Linked DNA regions of Gasterosteus aculeatus: region 2 is linked to region 1. The links are chromatin contacts, called in public Hi-C maps. All regions are on one chromosome and are shown on one strand. The core of a region is the stretch at or near the end of the contact, and the rest is flanking DNA. Distances in the headings are between cores, read along the strand shown.

Evidence for each region. Hi-C and Micro-C count contacts between places; a contact is called where the count stands out from the background.
Region 2: a contact with region 1 is called in a Hi-C map of tail fin, with 4 times the contacts expected there. The contact joins the promoter of ndufaf4 here to the enhancer-like site in region 1. A contact is called at or near these places in 5 of 6 Hi-C or Micro-C datasets (liver, skeletal muscle, tail fin and 1 more).

What each region holds. Positions count from the first base shown.
Region 1 is chr18:3,408,357-3,412,305 of fGasAcu3.hap1.1, forward strand. It overlaps nt5dc1 (5'-nucleotidase domain containing 1), which reads left to right. Exons shown (of 12, transcript XM_040160584.2): 7 at 2,834-3,008. Among protein-coding and RNA genes, the nearest start is that of LOC120808022, 16 kb to the left of the region's middle. Within about 2 kb of position 1,980, at least 2 of the 9 cell types and tissues checked have open chromatin away from gene starts, as enhancers often do.
Region 2 is chr18:3,444,284-3,448,232 of fGasAcu3.hap1.1, forward strand. It overlaps ndufaf4 (NADH:ubiquinone oxidoreductase complex assembly factor 4), which reads left to right and starts at 2,066. Exons shown (of 3, transcript XM_040160602.2): 1 at 2,066-3,784. The coding sequence starts at 3,640. It overlaps dse (dermatan sulfate epimerase), which reads left to right. Exons shown (of 6, transcript XM_078093974.1): 6 at 1-519.

The DNA of each region.
Region 1 (3,949 bases), core at 730-3,229:
GCATAACGCAGCAATTTGCTGTTCTCTGGCTAAAAACGGAAAGTCCACAGACCAAACGGCCGAGCCACGGTTTACTACGTGCACCCAACAGGTGCTGGAAAACACCGCTTTTGTGGATGCTTTAGGGAACACTTGAGATTATAGCTTACCTTTATAGCGATGGATGCACACAGAGCTTATGAATAGTGCGCAAATCCATTTTTAGTATTGGTTTGGACGGCCGTCCTCTTCCTCGCTCATTACCATGATAAAGAAAACGATCCCGTCCCCTCATCACATTTTGGTGCTGTTTGTGAAACGCTCCCGCGCTCGCCCCCTAATCTGCACGACCGCCGACTGTTGATTTGTGCATCCTGTCCGTGGCCTTTGATGGTCCACAGGCCTGCGGTCATAGTCGTACATGACAGTTGTGCAGGAATCTGTCGCCTACATCTACCGTGTATTCTTGATCGAATAATATCCCCAATAGTTTGACACTACTACGACAATTTGAGCCGTTTATATTTGAATGAGGGTCAAGATGATGATTAGTGTGTTCGCAACAACGCGGCGCGGTTTCCAGGGGAACTCGAACATTTTTTGTTTGTGTTTGAAAGCCCTCGTTGGCTCTTTCTTTAACATTCGTTTCGCTGCCGACCCAATTTTCCACTAAATCCACGACCTTTCTTTGATTGGGGCGACACGCGGGCGAGCCCTCCTCCACATGTGTACTGTGGTGGTTCATTCCAGGTTGCCGTGGAATAAAACGGCCTGCGCGCTGCATCCCTGCAGCGTGGCATCTGATGAAATGTAACGTAAAGGCAGTGGCGAGGTCAGTTGTTTGTATATGGCACACATATCGGTGCAACAAGGGTTTGTTGTAGTGTTCGGAGGAGCGCTCCTGACCTCCCTCAGCTGACCTTGCTGGCTCCCCGAGGACTGAAACGGCCCCACTGAGGGCCTAAAGTCGATGTGGCAACCGGCTCTTTCTCTGAAGGTGAACTCGTGGATTCAATCAAAGAGAGAAAAAAGTGCTGATGATTACGACCAAATGTTTACACGCGGTCATTTTTAAAGGTGTGGATCTGGGGCTCCTCCTGATTGGATCATGGGTTCAGCTTGTGCTTCTTCTGGTTCGACACCTTTACCGCCCTCTTGGAGCTCATAATGACCTTCCCAAGCAAGCAAGTCCTGTGTTCCACCACAGGAGGGCAGCAGGTCCAAACCTTTCCATTGGGAAAAGGATTTTCGTAAGCTGCTTAAACCCCATCACACATGCACAAGAACCGAGTAGTTCAAAAAGAAATTATTTAGAAAACTTGGAAAGTTGAGGGATTAAAGTAATCCTATTTCATTCTGATTCAGAGGCCTCTAAAGGTCCCATTAGGTGTCTAGAGGTGACGTCAGAAAGATGGCATGAGCCTTTTTTGCTGGAAGTTCAGGACCCGCATCCTCTAACTTTGTCCCATCAAGGAGACCTGAGCGAACACAACTGGAGCACGGACAACTTTTTGATAAGATTTAGTCCTCCGGTCCCCCATCTCATAATATCCTTTCAATGCTTCGTGTAAAACCCTTCGTACTCGTACCGTGTGTCATGTAACACATGGATTGACTTCTATTGGAAAGAAAAACTTGTCCTTTTGGGTGCCGACCTCTTTGGAAATGCCTACAGGGCCCCCAGGTGGGGCCCAGACACCACTTAAAAGAATTAAAACGTGACTGTTCCACGCCCCTGTGAGCAGCACATTTAACATGAAGTGATTCCTTCTGACCTCCCATTCCTATGAATAACAGTGTAGGACACATTCTCTCCCTCTGCTGTCCTTCCTGTCCGTTCTATGTAACGCCGTAATAGTTCATGTACCTCTGCCTCCAGTCAGTCGCTTTGTCATACAACTAGATCTCCACAACTAATATGTGGGGCTGCCATAGCATGTAGTAGGCGTATTGCGTCATGTTAGCAGCGCACGCACGAGGTTCTCTGCCAGGGTCAACGCCTCAGCTCGTCCACAACCTGCCCTCTGAAAGGAGTCACGCCTCTTCTCGCTTATTGGCTCCGACCGCTTCAGCTCCAAAGAAAGTCTGCGATCCAGTTGGTTGAGATTGTTTGAATGATCATTTAGGAGTAATTACGAAGCAGAGGAAAAGGTGGTGTAAAAAAATAACTGTCATTTCCTGTAATTGCAAACCCCCCCAAGTTGCCATTTTAAGTTTCTTCGGAAATACCAAGAACAATTGGAATAACACATTTTGTGACTTAGTTTCCACACACAAACCCGTCAATATGTGGTGCAAATTGGCGTCACGTGTCTTTATTTTGTGCGGCTCGTTGTGTTATTCATGTTTTCTTTTACTGCGTTTTCATGAGGCTTCGCTGAGCGCATTCGGTCGAGAGATGGATTGTGTAATGGAGCAGGATTGTGTAACGCGGCCATATTCAGCTCTGTACAGTATGCTGACGGGATGTACCGAAGGGCAGCTGGGCGGCTTCAAGGGGAGGAAAGCCCGACTTCTTAACTAGAGACTCTTTCAGATGTTGAAACCACAGTCTGTTCATTTTCACCGCGCAAACCATGACATATTTGGTCGTGTATGAGCAGAATTCATCCCCTCAGACTTCAGACAAACATATCTGTGACTCAGTGAGACTGAGAAATGGAAGCATGCTCCCTTTGACGTCGATCTCCTGAACCGTTTTATTGGATCATGTGAAGACGACGACCGATTGTGACAATTCTGTTTACTTGTATGTTTTTGATGTGTCATTATTTGACTAAAAAAACACTATTCTAAATGTAATACAAAGCTTGGTGTAGCTTCGGTTTTTATTTTTCCATCTGTGTGTGTACAGCGGATGCAGGGACGTACTTCCCCAGCGTGAAGAGGGACCCGGGCCGGTACCTGCAGCCCTGCTCCGACTCGGTCAAGGCCTGGCTGCGCAGCATGAAGAGCGCCGGGAAGCTCCTCCTCCTCATCACCAGCTCCCACAGTGACTACTGCAGGCTCATCTGTGAACACATCCTGGGGTGAGGTGACCCCCAACACCCGGTCTGCAGCACTTCCTCCGCGCCTCCCATCAATCAATTCACATATCTGTGAACGGCACCTTTTATGATTTGAAGCGGAAGTAAAAAACAAACAAACTGAACTCCCACTAAACTGAAGGCTGACGTTTAGCGTCTGCTCATTTCGTGAGCAGACGCCCTTTTAAAGAAAAGTTCCACATTCTTCTCCTAAGATGGTGGTTACCACAGACCTTACTTCAGGCGCCCGACTAAAAAGAAACGACGGATTTTGTCAATAACAACTAATAGGCCAGATCAAGGAAAAGGTAAAAACACCTATTTCTCTGTAGTCGTTTCCAAAACGATACCAGACACATGATAAAAAACGGAGCCAAAAATACTAAGAATAATAATAAAAGTGCCTATTTAAGTTTAATCGCTTTTGAATGTTCTCTTAAGTAAAGTAAATATTAACTTAACAAAGTTTGTACGCTTCAAATCTCTGAAAAAAAGCTAAAATTAAAAGGGCAAAACCAACAATCGACCGCTGAACTGCAATATTTCGTTCGAGTGAATACAAAAACAACACAAAAAAATCCAAAAGTGAATACAAAACGGGTATTCAAACGTCGTACAAAAACACACGTCGCTAGAACTATACACAATTCACACCATATACAACTCCCATTAGCTCCCATGACGCGGTGTGCACGGAGGGGAGGGGCTGTGTGTGTGTGTGTGTGTGTGTGTGTGTGTGTGTGTGACTGAGATGGAGGGAGAGCAGGGAAAGGAAATGCAGCTGAACGAATACGCTGCGTGATTTAAATAGCGTTTGAATATTTCTTTTTCTTTTTTAAATACACCAAACGCAACGTGTGGCGGCCGCTGTTGAATCGGCGCTCCACAAATTAGTCTCTGTGTGGGAAACGCTGATCGTCGTGTGTCCCAACACATCATTTTAT
Region 2 (3,949 bases), core at 816-3,315, 36 kb after region 1:
GAAAACTCCCACTGTCCCTATTTTCTATTGGATTTTTAAATTGCCAAATACAAATTTGCCCCTGAGGTCTTCAGAACTCCATTCTCATAATACTATAATTTTTTCTAGAAATTACTACTGCATTCATAACTCCCAGAATATTATACGTGTGTTCTTGAAATCTTTTTTTTTTTAAGACTGTGGCCCAAACACTTGTAATGTATGACTTGTAAGTGATTCCAAATAGGAATTGATGAATTACCGACTTGAAACCAGACCACCTGTGGTGCAAGAAGCTTCTGTGGAGCTTTAGAACCAAGTCAGCGTGAAGTTTGTCTTTGTTGAGTTCAGAGCTCCTGCATTGTGTCAAAGATCTCAAGGTTAGCCACTATGATGCAGTCACCACACCTGCTGGAGATTCGTCCTGTCTACATAAATCATGGAGACACATTTAAATGTATATATGTGAAAGCGAGATATATTTTTTATGGTGTGTGTTTTTTTTACTATTTGTAAATAAAATGACCACATGCATATTCATTGTGTGTTGTGTCCAGTAGGAAATGGAAGCGCAGACATGCACTACAGCTTAAATCAAAAAAGATAAGACATTCACTACTTGGAGGCATTGAGGCATTACGTCTGTTTCCCTGCTACACATTTGGTCATAGAGAGGAAAGGAAGGAAAAACACGCGTGTGAATAACATAATGAATAAATATCAGCTGACGTCCTGGCTCAACACACGTGCGGTCAGACTCCATCCACAGACCCGCCTGCTCGGATGCTGCACTCGTGGTCATCTGGGACTTATGGGGTCTAGCGGCATGGATTCGCAAGTCCTAGTAAGGGTTAAAAACACCCAATACATATGTATACAAACTATACAATCAGTTAACAAAATAGCATCTTATTATTAAATATGGGTGAAGTTACACCGACTGATGCATTAAGAAGCATTAAGTATCCCGGTTGTGAAGATGACCTGGATGTTGACATCTGCTTCTTCGTCCTTCTCTTAATACTTTCATTTCCCTACCTGGGACGGGATTTTTTACTTTGTTTTCAAAGACAGGAAAAAATGGCAATTACACAGTTCCATTGTTTTAACAATCCTCTGTAAATGTCTAAGAAAGTTCTTCTCAAACAGAAGCAGACTGTTAGGGGACTATTGTTAGTGGTGGTGCTCTAGTGGAGTCGTCCCCAAAGACCAACAGAAGAAGATTTCGTGTCTTTTATTGAACATTTATATGTCCAGTACATCATCGAGGCACCTGAGAGAGAGAGAGGAATGTTTGTATTCTTCTTCTCCTAATCAAAACCTAAAGATAGAACTTGGGCTTTAGATGAAATAGAAAAAAATATCACCAGCACCTGGTTTGACATTTGAGCAAGTTTACGTGTCATGGCACAATTTTGAGAGCAATTCCATTTGATAATGTGGTCAAATGTGGGGTGCTCATACATATCTGTTTCGACTCTATAAGTCAACAGTCTAGACCAGGGGTGCTCAATACGTCGATCGCGATCTACCAGTCGATCTCCAAGGTACTATTGGTAGATCGCATGACAAGGTGAGAAGACATTGTCATGAACTGACGCTATACAAATAAAGTTGAGTTGTTTTGAATAAAAAAACTAGACGTCAGCCTATCAGCCATCCCGTCACTTGATTGATACACAGGACAACCAGTCAGATGACATCTGATTTTTTCCCCGTACATTTAGGTCACTGTGCGTGTTCAAACAACGCCCCTGAGCGCTGCAAAGCTAACAAGCTAGTCGTTAGTTACATCCTAATTTTTCGTTCGTTTTTTTCCTCTTTTTCCTCCCCTAACAAGATAGGGTATAAAAATTAGTGGGGGAGCCGGACCAAGTAAAAAGAAAAAAACCTATCACTTTCATACGGAGTGGGAGGAGGACTTTTTTTTCACGATGACATTTTCAAAGTGCGTTTGTCTCGTCTGCCAGTCTACCGTCGCAATACCAAAGAAGGGAAATGTGGAGCGGCATTTTCGGACTCTTCATGGAAAATAGCTCAGGTGATGGCAAAAAATGTACATAATTATGTTGTTCAGTCTGTTCAGTTCTGAATTATGTTGTGTTGTGCAACATATGTGGTTATACATCAACATAAGTTGTAAGAATCCTCGATATATTTCTCAATAAATATAATGGGTAGATCATTTTGACTTGGTCTTTTCAAAAGTAGCTCCCATGCTGAAAAAGTGTGAGCACCCCTGGTCTAGACACTCGACTCCTCCTCGCTCCTCAAGCCTCACATGCACAAATGCGCCTCGGCGTCGTCTCTTCTTTTTTTATCAAGTGTTGCTGAAACCTCCGGCTCAACGCAGCCAATAGCGTTGGCGAGAACTGATGAACGTGATTAATTACAAATTGTTAAACCCAAACACCAGGGATCAGTGATCTATTTTTAAACGAACAAATTCATTTTCACAGCACTTTTTTGGTTCTTTTTTTTGTTGCAAATACATTCCTCTGATCTCTGCATTATCGGTCGGTTCATTTCTGTTGTTTCTCATGTGTTTTATGTGCACAGGTGTGGTGCAACATGTGCAACAACATCTTTGACTGAGAACCTCTGGCCTTTTGGTGACTTAGTGAATTCCATCAGCTCAGGAGTCATACACCAGTTAGTGAGTGAAATGAAACGAATTCCTTTCCTCGCAAATAAAATATAAAGTGCTGTGGTTTGTTATGTTATGACTGAGCAGATAACCACCTCCAGATGTGCTCCGTACGGCCTCGCCTGTGTAAAAAGTTAACTGTGTGGTCTGGCCTGGTCAGAGAACTTGGCGGACGGAAGTGGTAACTGATTTATTTACTTTATTTATCTCACCAATAAATAATTTCTCATTGTGACAAGAAGGCAGGGCTTTGGTACGTATTTCAAACATAGACAATGAAGGTGAGAAAAAGAACCACTTTCTTTCTTTATTCGGACTGCGTTAGAATACGAATGCTGCCATCTGCTGGTCGTGTTACAGCTCATCTCGTGTCTACCTGACGTTGGAAAGAAGAAGTATAGTATTACATAGATCAAGTACTTTTAAAATGATTGCATATCATGAGATTTATACAAATAAACCTATAACGGATGAAGTTGGGTCTCCTCTTGTAATATCGTGTTTTATTTAAGTTTTTACCAAGGCTTATCTCGAAACAATGACTTGATTCATCACATCCTCTTGATTCATGAGTTTCTCATAATAATAATAATAATAAGAAAAATACATTTTACTCATAACGCTCTTCATCAATAGATCTGCCACAGAGCCAGCAAAACATTCGGTTAAAACATTCTTAGTAAACGCTAGTTAAATCAGAGGAGAAAATTAACTTAACCATAATCTTATAGTTCTATTATAGTTCCGTGTATCTTATTATCTATTCTTAACATTCCCTCCTTGTTCATTTTTTTATTGGACTTAAAATACATTTATATGGATGGATTAAAAAAAGAACAAGAAAAACCAATGTTTTGTAATTATCGACCAAATAAGGAATTGAGCAATGACACTCCCGACCAACAGGAGTCGCTTCAGCTTTGTGCCTTCGCCTTTTCCCCGTGACAAGGACCTTCTCGCTCGCCGTCGACATTTTGAACAAACTTTATCAGTTACCGGCGTCAATCGGTTACATGTCCAACATGGGCGCACGGGTCGCGCGTATGTTCCGAAATTTCAATCTAGAAAGCCGAGTTCACCGAGAAATCTCCAAAGAAAAGCCCCGCGCGGCACCGCGGCACGAGGCCGACCTGCCGGCCTCCGACGGGAGCTCCGACGGTGAGTGCTCGATCCGCCCCCCGCGGCCTTGTGTGGTCTCCTCGGGCCACACGCAGCTTAGACGCCGGGTTGATTGGCCAGGCTCAGACACAACGTTACCATTGAGGCTTCTGAATGAAGACCCGGGAGAACCGTCCACGCTCATGTGCTCGCTGTGTGTTTGTT